Regions from separate parts of the Mus musculus genome. Here region 1 is linked to region 2. A link is a contact called in public HiChIP or PLAC-seq data. All regions are on one chromosome and are shown on one strand. The core of a region is the stretch at or near the end of the contact, and the rest is flanking DNA. Distances in the headings are between cores, read along the strand shown.

Evidence for each region. HiChIP or PLAC-seq counts read pairs in DNA pulled down with a chosen protein or histone mark.
Region 1: an H3K27ac HiChIP or PLAC-seq map of embryonic stem cells shows a contact between it and region 2, with 2.9 times the contacts expected there. The contact joins two enhancer-like sites. A contact is called at or near these places in 1 of 484 Hi-C or Micro-C datasets (embryonic fibroblasts) and 2 of 115 datasets of contacts at active chromatin or transcription factors (both in embryonic stem cells).

The regions. Positions count from the first base shown.
Region 1 is chr2:5,807,848-5,815,129 of GRCm38.p6, reverse strand. Cdc123 (cell division cycle 123) reads left to right here. Exons shown (of 13, transcript NM_133837.5): 7 at 4,286-4,334. Among named protein-coding and RNA genes, the nearest start is that of Gm29984, 14 kb to the left of the region's middle. Within about 2 kb of position 2,924, at least 23 of the 459 cell types and tissues checked have an H3K27ac peak or open chromatin away from gene starts, as enhancers often do. A contact at or near this core is called in embryonic stem cells, where this site is marked.
Region 2 is chr2:5,218,669-5,226,171 of GRCm38.p6, reverse strand. The region is part of intron 2 of Ccdc3 (coiled-coil domain containing 3); the gene reads right to left. Gm46729 (a long non-coding RNA gene) reads right to left here. Exons shown (of 3, transcript XR_001783223.1): 3 at 5,318-5,533. Among named protein-coding and RNA genes, the nearest start is that of Gm46729, 7.0 kb to the right of the region's middle. Within about 2 kb of position 6,026, at least 20 of the 459 cell types and tissues checked have an H3K27ac peak or open chromatin away from gene starts, as enhancers often do. A contact at or near this core is called in embryonic stem cells, where this site is marked.

The DNA of each region.
Region 1 (7,282 bases), core at 1,675-4,174, 590 kb before region 2:
TTTAATGAAAATGAAGCCACAACATACCCAAACTTATGGGACACTATGAAAGCATTTCTAAGAGGGAAACTCATAGCTCTGAGTGCCTCCAAAAAGAAATGGGAGAGAGCACACACTAGCAGCTTGACAGCACACCTAAAAGCTCTAGAACAAAAGGAAGCAAATTCACCCAAGAGGAGTAGATGGCAGGAAATAATCAAACTCAGGGGCAAAATCAACCAAGTGGAAACAAGAAGAACTATTCAAAGAATCAACCAAACGAGGAGCTGGTTCTTTGAGAAAATCAACAAGATAGATAAACCCTTAGCCAGACTCACTAGCGGGCACAGGGAAAGCATCCTAATTAACAAAATCAGAAATGAAAAGGGGGGCATAACAACAGATCCTGAAGAAATCCAAAACACCATCAGATCCTTCTACAAAAGGCTATACACAACAAAACTGGAAAACTTGGACGAGATGGACAAGTCTGTCTGTCTGTCTGTCTGTCCGTCCGTCCGTCCGTCCTTCCTTCCTTCCTTCCTTCCTTCCTTCCTTCCTTCCTTCCTTTCTTTCTTTCTTTCTTTCTTTCTTTCTTTCTTTCTTTCTTTCTAAATTGAGGCTATGGAGATGGCTCAGTCGGTAAAGGGCAAGCTTGGGGACCTGAGTGTGGGTCCCCACAATCCACATAAAGCTGAATATGGCGGTCCTTCCGAATTCCTGGCACTAGGGGTGGAGGAAGGGACATGTGGGAAGCCCAGAGCTTGATGGCTAGCTAGGACAGTCATGTAGTGCTTGGGCCACAGTTGGTGCAAATGTTGGGGAGACATGAGATGTGGCCTTGTTGAAGGAGGTGTGTCCTGAGGGGTGGTCTTGAAGGTTTCAGAAGCTAACATTTTATGTGTGTGAGCGGCTGAGAGAGGCTTATTACAGGGCCCAAGGTCTTGATGGTGATTTTATTCTTGACCTTAGGTTCATTGATTGTTTTCTTCCTTCCTCTCTCCCCCTTCCTCTTGCTTCTTCTTTTCTTCTCTCTTTATTTCCTTCTCCTTTTCATTTTATTTACTTACACACTGTTCCAGGCTGACCTGGAACTTACTGTGTAGCCTAGGCTAGCCTAGAGCTCATAATAGTGCCCCTGCCTCACGGTCCTGGTACACACATGCACCATCACGCCAGGCACTTCCTGGTTTCCTATCTTAGCCTGGATTATGTCTGAGACATAGGTTATCTACCCTAGACTATTCTGCTTGTCTCCGTCATGCCTGGTGTCACAACATAGGAACTCCATTAATATTCTTAGTGCTTCTCATGCTGGCCCTCGTGGGAAAGAGCAGTTATTTTTAAAGAATTGAACAATTGTAGTGATTTTTATTAACCTGACATTTCATGGCTTCAATTTTGATCAACCTGAAACGACCTGTAAGATTTATTTTTGCTTAAGCAATGTTAAATGTACTCATAGTTAGTTTTGAAGTATAGCTACTTCGGGTAACCTTAGTTGAACTTGAAGCAAGGGATTTTTGCTTTTAAGGGCAATGAGGTCCTCAGGTTGCACCTCTGAGTGGTAGGGCGCGGTAACAGACACTTCCTGACTTTCTTATGGAAAGAAAATTTGGTTAATGATAGCTTTTGTTTTCCTTTTCAACACGAGTCCTGCTTGAGGCTAAAGTCTTGTCAGTGTGTGTATTAAGTATTTCTCTCTCTGTCTCTGTCTCTGTCTCTCTCTGTCTCTCTCTGTCTCTCTCTCTCTCTCTCTCTCTCTCTCTCTCTCCTCTATCCCCTCTATCCCCACCCCCAGCCTCCCTGTGCCTCCCCACTAAACTTAACCCAGGAGTTTTAGTAAGAGTTCTAGCACCTCCATCCATGAGAGTCATAGTGTACCTTCTGACTGAATGCTCCTTTCACCCTTGTTACCTCAGTAGTACATGGCACACGTAAACATTTGCTACTGTAAAAACAGAAAGGCCATTGGCAGCTTAATAAAGCACACTGTGTACCTTTCTTTTGAAACGTGTTGTAGATTATATCATTTGGTTCCCAGTTATTAGTGGTTCTAGAAGTCTGTGTTCTCTGGATTTCAGCTAGTCAAGTTGACCACAATTGTTACTGTTTGCAATGTGAAAACATAAATGATTGCAGAGTGCCAACGTGCCACAGAGTCAGGGAGGCCAAAGGCTTTTACACTGGGTTTGTGTTTGAATGGCTCGATGCTTCCCTTCCTCAAACTGGATCCAAGGCTTCATGCCTGCTGAGCATAAACCTCAATACCTCACTACCCACTACCTTCAAGACAGCCTTTAAAAGATTTCTCTGTGCCCGAGAAATCCTGTCTTTCATTGGTCAGCACATCTGTTAGCTGAATCCTTCTCCTGTGACAAAGCAAGAGGAGGAGGATCTAGTTCTGCTCACAGTTCAGGGGCCTTAACTGCAGTGGTGGCCTCGTGGCTCTGTGCCCACAGTGAGGCAGAGCAGTATGGCGGAGAGCTACCCGCCTCCTGGTGCCGGGGAAGCAGAGACTTGGTCTGACTTCATACACTCACCCCACTGCTGAGTTCCCGGGCTTACAGCTGGAGACACGTATTGAACACATGAACGTGTGAGGGCCATCTTACTTCCAACCGTAATAGCCACAAGGGGGGAAGTGCTCTTGTTTTCTTCATGCTCGGTTTTCACAATTGTATATTACATATTACGAGTGATGCACATGTACAACTACCTTTTTTTCCCACCAATTTTGTCAAGCTCCCTACAATAATGCATGTCAGTGGTAAATTAAAAGTAAAAATGAGCCAGGCGGTGGTGGCGCACTCCTTTAATCCCAGCACTTGGGAGGCAGAGGCAGGCAGATTTCTGAGTTCGAGGCCAGCCTGGTCTACAGAGTGAGTTCCAGGACAGCCAGGGCTACACAGAAAAATCCTGTCTTGAAAATCCAAAAAATAAAATAAAATAAAACAAATAAAGATGAGTAGCAGTAGAGGGACGGATCACCTGGGCTTTCCCCCTTGTCCTGGTTTGCTTTGTTTCTCTGTTGCTGTGATAAAATACAGACCCAAAGCAACTTGGGGAGGCAAAGGATTTATTTCGTCTTCCTGCTTAGAGTCATTATCAAGGGAAGCTAAGGCGGGAACTAAAGCAGAGGCCACGGGGCGGGGGGGTGGGGGGGGGCTGCTTACTGACTTGCTCCCCATGCCTTGCTTAGCTACTTCCTTAAACAAGGACAGCTTCCTTGCCCGGGATAGCGCTGCTCGCAGTGGACTGGACCCTCCCGTATCAATCATCAATTAAAAGAGAAAATGCCCCCACAGACCTGTGCACAGGCCAGTCTGATGGAGGTAGGCTCCCACTAAGCTCCCCCTTCTCAGGTGACTCTAGTTTGGGTGAAAGAGACACAAAGTAACCAGCGCTCGGTGTCCACAGCTTTCACCCATCTTCATTGCTGATGCACACCCATGCCTGCTAATCTCATGGGGTTCTTGTCTTCATATTCCTGTCCTGCTGTGGCATGTTTCCCTTTGCCTCAAAGTGGATCCCCTTTCTACTTCCTCCTCTCCCTCCCACACATGACAGCCAGCAAGTTGCTTCCTTGTTTGTTCCATCGGAGTATTTTATTCTCCCTGGTGTTCTGAAATGATCTGTGTACCTGCTAGCTTCCTCTGTCATGCCTCATAAAGCACTTTGGGGTCCTAGGTGATTTGTGGTCCTGGTGCCTAGTCCAGGGCTTGGCACAGATGGGCGTTTTGTAATACTCTATTTTATTGTTCATGAAACAGTCCTTAGAGGGGATGCTTAACGGAGGGTTGTATGGTTCTGTCCAAGGTCTTTTGCAATGACAGACATTGTGGCTTTCTGTGGCCAAGCTACTGTCCACAGAGCAGTCCTCAGTGTACTCCTCAGGGTTATCACTAAGGTGGATGGTGCTGCCATCCTACCTTCACTAAAGATGGAGCATAGCCATGTTGCGTGGCTCTCAGTGGCAGAGCTGATGTCATAGAACAGTATGCAGCCTGCTGACTCCGCAGCAGGACGGACACCGAGAGTGGACAGACTTACCGTCACTCAGAGCTGGTCAGCCTGAGTTGTGTATCGTCCTAGCTTATTTGCCAAGCTTGGACTTTTTTGAATTTTAGATTCTTTGCCCATTGACAGGAAAATGGAGGTTACTGGAGCTGCTTGTGCTGTGTTGAGGATTAAATGCGCCTGCGTAGTACTCAACAGCAAGCAATGCTTCATGGGATCAAAGCTCATATTGTTTATGAAGATGTCTGCATAAATTAACAAAAAAATTGCATTTTTCTCTCCAAAGGTTTATTCATTGCACTGATGACTCTCCAGACCCTTGTATAGAGTACGAGGTAAGCGGCTTGTTCGCCTTAGACCATTGAGAATCCCGGACAAAGGTCCTGGAAGTGTGCTGCTTATTTGTAAATGAAAAATTGTAGTCTAATTTCTCTGGGAACGTAAAACGGCTAAATTTTACATTTAAGAAATTTGTCGTACATATAGAAGAATATATATTATTTTTAGTTGGGGCATGGTGGAGCATGTTGGTGCATGTCTTTAATCCCAGCAGAGGCAGGCAGATGGCTGAGTTCAAGGACAGGCTGGTCTACAAAGCAAATTTCAGGCCAGTCAAAGTCACACAGTGAGACTCTGTCTCAAACAAAAGAGAGGGCAGGGCGGGGAGTATCTTAGTCATTGTTCTATTGCTATGAAGAGACACCATGGCCACAGCAACTCCTATAAAAGAAAATATTTAATTAGGGCTTGCTTACCATTTCAAAGATTTAGTTTATTATCAGGATGTTTAGGAGCATGGTGCCATGCAGCAGATATGGTGCTAGAAAGAGGTCTCCATCCAGATGGACAGGCAGCAGGGAGAGAGGGAGCACTGGGCCTCGCTCACCCTCCTCAACACACTTCTTCCAATAAGACCACACCTCCTAATAGGGCCACTCCCTGGTGACCAAGCATTCAAATCCATGAGCCTATTGGGGCCATTCTTACTCAGGCCACCACAGAAAGAAAAAGAAAATGTACTATTTGTAGACTATATACTAGGATATATATACTGTACACAGAGAATATACACAGTCTTGTATAACATAAATGTCTTTGTACTTTTCACCCAGCCAAATCTAGTTCAGTGTCTGTACCTTCATGACCTGTGCCTGCCAGCCAGGGCCACAACCTACCTGCTCTCCATAGCCTTCAAAATAGCACCATGAGCTGGAAACCTGTGGCGGACATCCCAAACTCAAACTGCATTACTGAGAGCAACACCATCCTCACTTTAGTGGCAGCTCCTTCTCCCACTCACTCATCCTACAGAGAAGGTGGAGAAGGTGGAGAGCGATGACACGGACTGAGGAAGGATTGGAATTGATGCAAGCTCCAGGCTTTGCTCCATTTTCTGAAGATTTACACATAGATACCTCTCAATGGGCAGTAGTCTTAAATATAGCTAATTTCTTAACTAATTAATTGATTCTGGAGTTTTCTTATCCTTTAAATGCTGCATAGTAGACTATCACTTGTAATTACTCTTGATTCCTTTTGAATTTGTACTGTCAAATACAGTATTTCTGAACAGTAACTGGTCATCATTGCTTTTTAATTGTAAAACATTTTCATATTTGGTTTTATAGTATCTTAGAATTAGTACCATGATTAAAATTTCCTTCTGCATTATTTGCTTCTAGACATCTCTAGATATATGTGCTTTCAAGATCTGTCTAGGGACTGGGGTTGCAGCTTAGGAGTGAAGTGTTTGCATGCCATGCTTTAGGTCCTGGGTTTGTCTCTAGCATCATGGAGAAAATATTGTCCACTGATACTCACTGTACTAAATATTTTTATATTGAAAGATCTTCTATGAATATATTGTCTATATGGAACATTGAATTTATTATTTATTAGGCCACTAAATAGTTACTAGGTCTTAGAGGGTTTGGTCTTTACATACAAGTATGAATATGCCTCCCCCCCACCCGGCTTATTTCTAGAGCGTATTTTCCCATGTCAGTCTTTTATAACACTATTTATATGCACATTGCATATTTATATCTACTGTTTTGCTGAACAGCTTACTGTGACGCACCTGTTATGTGTTAGGATTTGGTGCTAGGTATACAGGACCTGCACAGAGTGTTATTTACTCGTTCACTGAGGTATGGTGCTGGTTGAAATGGTGTCTAATGGTGTCTGAAGCTGAGGTTTACTTCCCAGTCCTCTGCTGTTTGATGCGGCAGCAGCATGCTAAGACACTGGAGTTAAAGCTGGGGAAGTGAGGTTCTCAAGTAATTACAGTGAAAAACGTTGCAAGCAGAGTCCCATACAGCATATGCTCCTGTCTGTGTACTTAAAAACGTTTCCATCTGCTGTGCACTTGGTATTCCTGGACCACTTCTTGAAAGACAAACAGGAACCAGAAAGCTCGGGTTGCTTCCGAGGACTACAGAAGAACTGGGCAAGGAGAACGGCTTTACCATTTCGTACTTTAAAAACCAATTAGTGTGTGTTACTTACTGCTGTTAGTGTACCACACTTGCTTAGTTTGTTGCTAGTTTGAAAATGACTGTAGCCACGTTACACCCACACTCGTACCCCAGGATTGACTTTTAATACATAAGAACTGATAATATTTTAGTTTGAGACTCACAGGGTTTTTTTTTTTTAATATATTTAATTTGTTCACTTTATTTTATGTATGAGTGTTTACAAGCATGTATATGCACTGTATGTGTGCTTGGTGCCCACAGAGATCAGAAGAGGGTATCAGATCCCCCTAGTACTGGAGTTATAGGAGGTTGTAGACCAACCTGTGTGCTGGGAATTGAACCCAGTTCTCTGCAACAGCACCAAGTGCTCGTAACTACAGAACTATCTCCCTAGCAAATACCACATTTGCAAGGTTTAACCCAGAGCTCTCAGCAATGAAGGATGAACTCAGTGCATTTGGAAGTCTTAAGACATTTAATAAAAAACTTAATTTTCTCTAAGAAGAGGAAATTATTACCAGATAATTTAAATGCCAGAAAAACTGAGGAACCACTACCCAGCTAAGACCTCAGTGATAACAGCTTGGTCCTTCCCTTTCTTGAAAGAGGGAGAGAGGAAGGGCAGGGAAGAAGAGGGAGGCCGAGACTCTCATAAGTAGTTTCTATAACATCTTAAACTTTACAAACAGATGTGCTGCTGCCTGAACCCAGGACCCCAGTGCTGAGAAGATAGATAGATAGATAGATAGATAGATAGATAGATAGATAGAGACAGACAGACAGACAGACAGACAGACAGACAG
Region 2 (7,503 bases), core at 4,777-7,276:
GATGTGCAGCAGTACGGCTAGATGTGCAGCAGTACGGCTAGATGTGCAGCAGTACGGCTAGATGTACAGCAGTACGGCTAGATGTGCAGCAGTACGGCTAGATGTGCAGCAGTACGGCTAGATGTGCAGCAGTACGGCTAGATGTGCAGCAGTACGGCTAGATGTGCAGCAGTACGGCTAGATGTGCAGCAGTACGGCTAGATGTACAGCAGTACGGTTAGATGTACAGTAGTACAGGTTAGATGTACAGCAGTACGGTTAGATGTACAGCAGTACGGGTTAGATGTACAGCCTTTTGTGGTGGTTTGAATATGCCTGGCCCGGGAGTGGCACAATTTGGAGACCTTGTTGGAGACGGTGTGCGATTCAAGACCCTAGCTGCCCTAAATCTCCTAGCTTCCTTGAAGCCAGTCTTTCCCCAGCTGCCTTAGGAACAACAGGTGAAACCCTCAGCTCCTCCAGCACCCTGTCTGCCTGGGTGCTGCCAAGCTCCCACCTTGACGATAATAGACTGAACCTCTGAACCTGTAAGCCAGCCCCAATTCAGTGCTGTCCTTTTTAAGAGTTGCCTTGGTCATGCTGTCTGTTCACAGCAGTAAAGCCCTGACTAAGTCATCCTCAGGCCAGTTGTCCTGGTTTCTCCCTTCCTTTTCTGCTTCCAAATGCTCTCACATCAGGCAAGTTTCTTGACCTCAGTGTGGTAGACTCTGCATAGCACCAGCCACACTGGCTCTGGGACTGGAAGGTCTGTTTCCAGGTTGTTGGAGTGTTACAAGGAGACAGTCCTCAGTGGACTTTCTAGAACCTGCCTGGGTTAGCTTCCCTTACCCTCCAGCATTTGCAGTTAATGACACTCTGTGTGACATGGATTAGGAACTCCAGGGCCCCTCATCCTATTTTGGAACATGTCTGAAGGGACATCTCAGCTTCACAGTGTCCCACGAGCTAGACTAGGGCCCCAATGAAGTTGGAATTACAAATGGTTTTACCTTTTGACTGGTCCTTTATCATCTCTTGCCCTCCTGCCCCCAGGCATGCCTCTAATGACAGGATTATTCCCTAAAAATACTCTTGCTTGCTCCATCCTCTCAGAGTCTCCACTTCAGGAAGCCTGACTGGCCACTCACAGTTTCCTTGCATGTAGCATAAAATTAAACACCAGGGTTGAAAGATTTAATGAGTTTTTTTTCTAGAAAGCTTTTGGGCTCATGTCCTGATACATATTAAAGTCATTGTCAGCCAGTAGTCGAAAATACAGGGGCATGGTTTAAAACTGGACCTCTGTGGTCAGACCCTCCTACACATCTCCAGTCTTGCTAACAGTTTGTGCACCACAAGCTTGACCACAAAGCATGCTGGCTCCCAGTTCTTCCACCAGCTCATTGTGGTCCTTCTCAACTCCAAGTCTATGCCTCTGTCTCTCTTCCTAGAGCACCAGTCTCCTGCAGCAGTCTCTGAACCTTCTTAAAAAGACAAGTCTCACGTAACCCAAGCTGGTTTCAAAATTATTATGTAGCCCAGGCTAGCTGTGAATTCTATGATCTTCCTCTCTCAGGGCCTGAGTGCCCGGACTCTAAGCATATGCCACTATATCTAGCTGTCTGGCTATCTCACAAGCCCTCTGTGGGTCTGCTTTCATGGTGCCACCTATACCACGCTATCTCTCCTGCAGTTATTCATACTAGGGATAATGAGTCTCTGTGTCCTTGGCAGATCACAAAATTTTCAAGATCTAACTCAACATTGACCTGTGGGTTCTTGTTGCCTAGCAATTTTGGATATATGAGGAAAAAATGAGCAAGTGTTCCAAAATTGTCATTTTAACCGTTTTAAGCTCCTGGAATGTTTCAAGGAAACCACATATGCAATACCACCCTCTTCTGGCCAAAATGACCCACCCTCCCCAATAAACACACACACACACACACACACACACACACACACACACACAGAAGAGAATTTGGACAAAAACCTCGAGGAACTCATTCTATTTCTATCATATATGTGTGAGTAAGTACGACCTCTATATTTTAAAATTCCAAATATCTAAGTAGCTGGGAGAAACACTTTGCATCCATTCTCCTTATACTGAGGTCCTTGAAGGAGTTAGAGTAGATTTTTCAAGAACAGGATAAAAGAAAATGATAAGCAGTGTCTACCAAACCAAGAGACCCAGGTCTTTCCATTTGAGCAGAATCCATTAGTATATCCTAGACTATCACATCAAGGAAGAGTTAAAGGGATCATGAGACATGAGCTATCACCATGGACAAAGTTTGTCCTGGGTCCCCAACATTCCTAGACCCAAGGGAAAACAAGTCCCTATTCTAGGGACACCAGGTCAAGAAAAGCACAAATAACACAGGCAGCCAATGACCTAAAGAAGGCAAGATGAATCTGAGAGGCACCAAGCTGTCTTGGGGTTGGAGTGAGTATACTAGAGGTAGAAATGACAAGTTCCAAAGCAAGGTTAAATGTGTTTCTTGGTGAATCATCCTGTGGTCCTCATGGCTTCTCCTTCCCCCAGAGGAGCAAAGAAAGACATCAAAGGACTCACTTGTCCAACGCCACCAGTAGCAAAGCCATAATCCAAGACTACAGTCACACAAGTCTTTCCTCTTCAGCAAACATGTCATGTGCACCGAGACAATACCATGACATAATGAAGCTGTTGCCCATAAAAGCTAAAGTGGTTCTCCTGGGTTCTAGCCATCACTGCTCCCCCCAAAAGTGAGAATTCCTAAGAGGAGAACTATGCTTTTCAAATACATGTTTCTTTAAGAAACTCCTGTTTCTGAGCAGGTAGGGGACCCCTGGATCTCCTGCATGTGGAAAGGACTATGGTGTGTGTGTGGGGGGGGGGGGGGTAGTGAGTGAGACCTAAAGTGACTAAGTAAAAAAAATTAAATTAAAAAGACATCTAAAAAACAAAAGAAAAGAAAGAGAAGAAAAGAAAAAAAGAAAAGAAAAAGAAACTTCTGTTTGTAGAATACTTTCCAAATGAACTCAATCTCTTAACATTTTCTGGGGAAAAAAAAAAAAAAAGAAAAAGGAAAAATAGAAAAGGCCAAGATGTGCTCTTTGCTCCTCACTTAGCTTTGAGGTTATTTGCTCATTTATTTAGCTTTGAGGTCCTTTTTTCAGTAATTTGAGCTGCAGAGGGAGGAGGCCTGGCTGGGCTGGAGCAGGTACTACACATAGTCTTTGAAAAAGAACCAACAAGAAAGGTCCTGGGAGGAGAACCACACATCCCCCAGCCTGTCCCTGCAGAACCCCTGCACTTTCCCCAGGCTAACCCGGGAAGATGACTCTCCAGCTAGATGCTTAAGCACCTCCACTTGGCCTGTGGCAGAGTTTTATCTGGAAGTTTCCGTGTGGCTGAGAGAAGCCTGACTTGGGGCAGATGGGCAAACTGCCAGCAGGTAGAGATTGCTCTCTGATGTTTTAACAAGTTAGGCTGAGGGCCCCAGGCTTCCTTCTCTTTTAAAACTGTGTCTGTCTAAAGCTGAAGCAGTAACAAGCTAATTATCAATCAACTTTTTAAAAGACAAATAAGGAGCCAAGACTGGATTCTTGGTTCTGTCAAACACAAGGACCTGAGCTCAGCTCCCCAGATGCTAAGTAAAAACCTAGGTGCAGAGATGCACACTTATAACCTTGGAGTTGGAGAGACAGCGATAGAGCATCCTTGAGTCTGGTTGACCAGCTAGCCTAGTCGGATTGGCAAGCCCTGGGTCTTAGGTCCCACTAAGAGATCCTGTCTAAAAAGAAAAGAAAAAAAAAAAAAAAACAGTGTGGGGCCAGCTAGGTGATCAAGCCTGACAACCTGAATTTTATCCTCAAGAGCCACATGGTGGAAGGAGAGAGCCATCCTCTGCGAGTAGTCTTCTGGCCTCCAAGCAGTGCACACATTATATGACTGTTAAAGATAAATAAATTACAGTAAGATAGAAAACAACTTTAAAAGGTACCCAATGCTGACCTCTGGCTTCCACACGCATGTTCACAGTGCACACGGCTCATGCACACAAGCAGGTATACGTATATACGCACACACGCAAAGCAATCCAAACGTGGACAGTTTAAATCATCTGTGAGTGCACGTAGAGAAAGGCACTGTTGACATATCACTGCATGTGTTCCTACAGTTGGGTTCTGGTCCAGGAAAGTACCTAAAGATTTCAAGCAAAACTGGAATCATGCTGCTATTACATTGCCTGCTCTAATCTTTCCCTGGAATCTTATCATATTTTGCTATAAAAGTACCTTTTATTTGCCTGAAGTTAATAATCGTCTCTGAGGGTTACTGTCTCACTCTGCTAACATAGGCCTAGTCCTGGAAGCTTCTAGCCTCCATACAATATTATCTAGGCCTAGAATATTTTCAGCCTTGAGGACTTACTGCTGAATAAGCTCACCGTTTCTAGCTCTTTCTGAACTTTGGCTGGCTGATCAACCTAGCTACTCTGACTCAAACTACTCTCCAAGCTGACTGATTCAGTCTGGCTTCTCTCAGTTTCTCCTGAATAGCTCTGCTTGTCCTCATACTAACTCCAGAAATATGTTCTAATCTTCTAACTCCTTCTCATTTTCTGGCTCATTCTATCTTCACCCTTGTCTAGCTTGTTCTCTCTTCTCTATAAGACTCTCCTGGTAAAACTGACCCCTCCTCCTTCCTGCCCTACCTCTCTTTCCTTGCCTCATGAGAGCTGGGCAGCCCTTTCCTCTCCTCATGAGAGCTAGGCAGATCCTATTTTGTCAAGTCTTTCTCTGATTTGTCACTTTGTCCGCCCCTCAATTAGACATCACTTTCAAACACGGGTCTTTCCTTCTACAAACTAACTTTACCTTCATCCCTTCATCATTTGGTATTAAAGATGAGTACTAAGGGCATGTCTGTATTCCAGCCAGAGGAATTAAAGGTGGTTTCTGAGGCTAAGCCACACTACAACAAGAAACAGGGTCCCCCCCACCCTGCATGTATTAGTTAGGGTTCTCTAGAGTCACAGAACTTATGGGTAGTCTCTATTTAGTAAAGGAATTTATTGATGACTTACAGTCTGCAGTCCAATTCCCAACAATGGTTCAGTAGTAGCTGTGACTGGAAGTCCAAGGATCTAGCAGTTACTCAGTCCCACACAGCAAGCAGGCAAGGGAGGGATATTCTTTACTAGCTTGCTTCGCCTGGCTTGCTCAGCCTGCTCTCTTATAGAACCAAGACTACCAGCCCAGAGATGGTCCCACCCACAAGGGGCCTTTCCCCCTTGATCACTAATTGAGAAAATGCCTTACCGTTGGATCTCATGGAAGCTCCTTTCTCTGTGATAACTCCAGCTGTGTCAAGTTGACACAAGACTAGCCAGCACACCACAGGAACCAACACAATCTCGGGGTTTACAGTGTGATCAAATACTCTGCAACATTTTCCAGACGCTGGTCTGCATAGTTCTTTCATTGAGTATCTCAATATAAGCAGGTGTAAGAAGCATTGCAAGGCCCCCAGTCAGGAACCCTTTCTCCTGATAACCACAGGCTGAGGAGAGAGAGGAGTATGGGATTGGTGCTGATACATCCTTGAGGCCAAGTGATCTTGATGCATACATTTTGGTCGCCCACCTCCATTGACAGGACACACCTATGGAGTGTTCCTTGTCTGAACCTCTGTTTGGTATATTCCTATCTGGTTTTCATTTCCCCCCAGGAGCTCAGGTGCTGTGAGGTTTTATAGTCACAACCTTGAGAGGGTAAGGAAGGGTATCCATGTTACAGTCCAGAATCATCTACCACTTCCAAATTAGTTTAGCTTTCTTATACTCTTTCCTTCCCTCCCTCCTTCCAGCTCACCTCCTTTTTGTTCTCTTCAGCAAACAAAACTAAACAAAATACTTGCCATTGTGTGCCTGGGCTATGTGAGGGGTAGAAGGGTTTCCTGGGTTCTTTGTAACACAATGGTAAGCATTGTATCTAGCCAAACAAATGTAGTGTGTCTAAAAGTCACTGTTTCCTAGTAGTGGGCATAACAAATGTGCTCCCTGGGAGTGCCTTTCTGCACAGCTGCTTTCAATTTAAATAACCATCTACAAGGACAAGACAATGTGTACTTTCTGAAGTATAAAGAAACAGAAGGACTGTCCAAAAGTAACAAGACAGACAAATAGTTTGCATTTTAAACACCTCATTCCCATTCTTGGGATTCAAAATAAGAAGGAAGTGGGAGAGGATTTTTTTTTAAAGGAGAGTAATCTAACTATGGCCTATCACAGTATCTTGCCCCGCATGAGTAAAGTTTTATTAGAATATAGCTACAATTGTATGTTTGCATATTATGTGTGGCATTTATTGTGCTACAGTGACAGTTAAGTAGTTGCCACAAAGACCTTGTGGTCCTAGGCTTAAGATATTTACTATCTGGTTCTTCATAAGGCTAGGGAGCATCTGAAACCTGACTGAGGAGGGACAAATGGAGGTGAAAATGTGATAATTAACCACTCGATGGATTGGGAGGGAAGGTGTTCGACAGACAGCCAAAGACTGAAGGAAGAACAAGGAACAGACGAACACTTTAATCAGAGCTTTCTGGGACCTTGTATATCCACCCCTCACACCCAAAATCACATTCATACCACTCTGGAACACTAACATGTGATTTCTGTGGGTCACAGCCCAGGATACCAGTAATCTTTGTTCAAAGGTCATTGCACTCCAGCCCAATGGACTGTGGCCAATTTCAAAAGTCCAGATGGAGATGTAAACTTTATACAATGTTAAACTGTAGAAGGTCTAAAAACAGTAGCCAGTACAGGTCAGGATTGCTTCACCATCTGCACTACGGGAGCTCAGCTGGCCTCAGCTCAGATACCCACAGTTCTCTTTGGCCCTTCTGCAAATCAGTTGGAAAGTTAGCCTTGCTACATCATTTAACTCCAGAAAGAGACAGAGAGAGAGAGAGAGACAGACAGACAGACAGACAAGCAGTCCCCAAGCTGAGCCAAACCCACAGTTACTAGGGAAACACCCAAACCTTGGAAGTGACAAACAGGGCAGTTCTTCTGAGGACTCTCTTGAGGGACAGCCTGAGATGCCAATGACAGCATTTGACTTGTTGGTGGCTCCTTTGCTCTACCCAAAATCAAAAGTGTTGCCTTCTCTGTGCCAGGTGCCAAGAAAAGAAAAGGCTTTGTGACCTGAAGGCAAGGTATGTGGGGAAGAGGAAGGAGGCCGTGGGGTTAAGTCGAAAGTCATGAGAGAGTTGGAGTGAGAGTTATCTCCCATTGGTCTGAGTAAGGAGGCCCAGGCTCCCCACTTGGCCTGTCTGAGCTCATCCCCAGGCCCCACCCCCTATTCACTTAGCCAAGGAAGGAACCATCAAACACCCCTGATAAAAGGGGGGGGGGCCTTCCGAGTTGGGCAAAACTGGGACTGAATCCTTGTTCATAGGATTTGACACCCCACATTGATATTACTCTGTGTGACCTGCCCCATCATCTAACAGCAAGGCCTTAG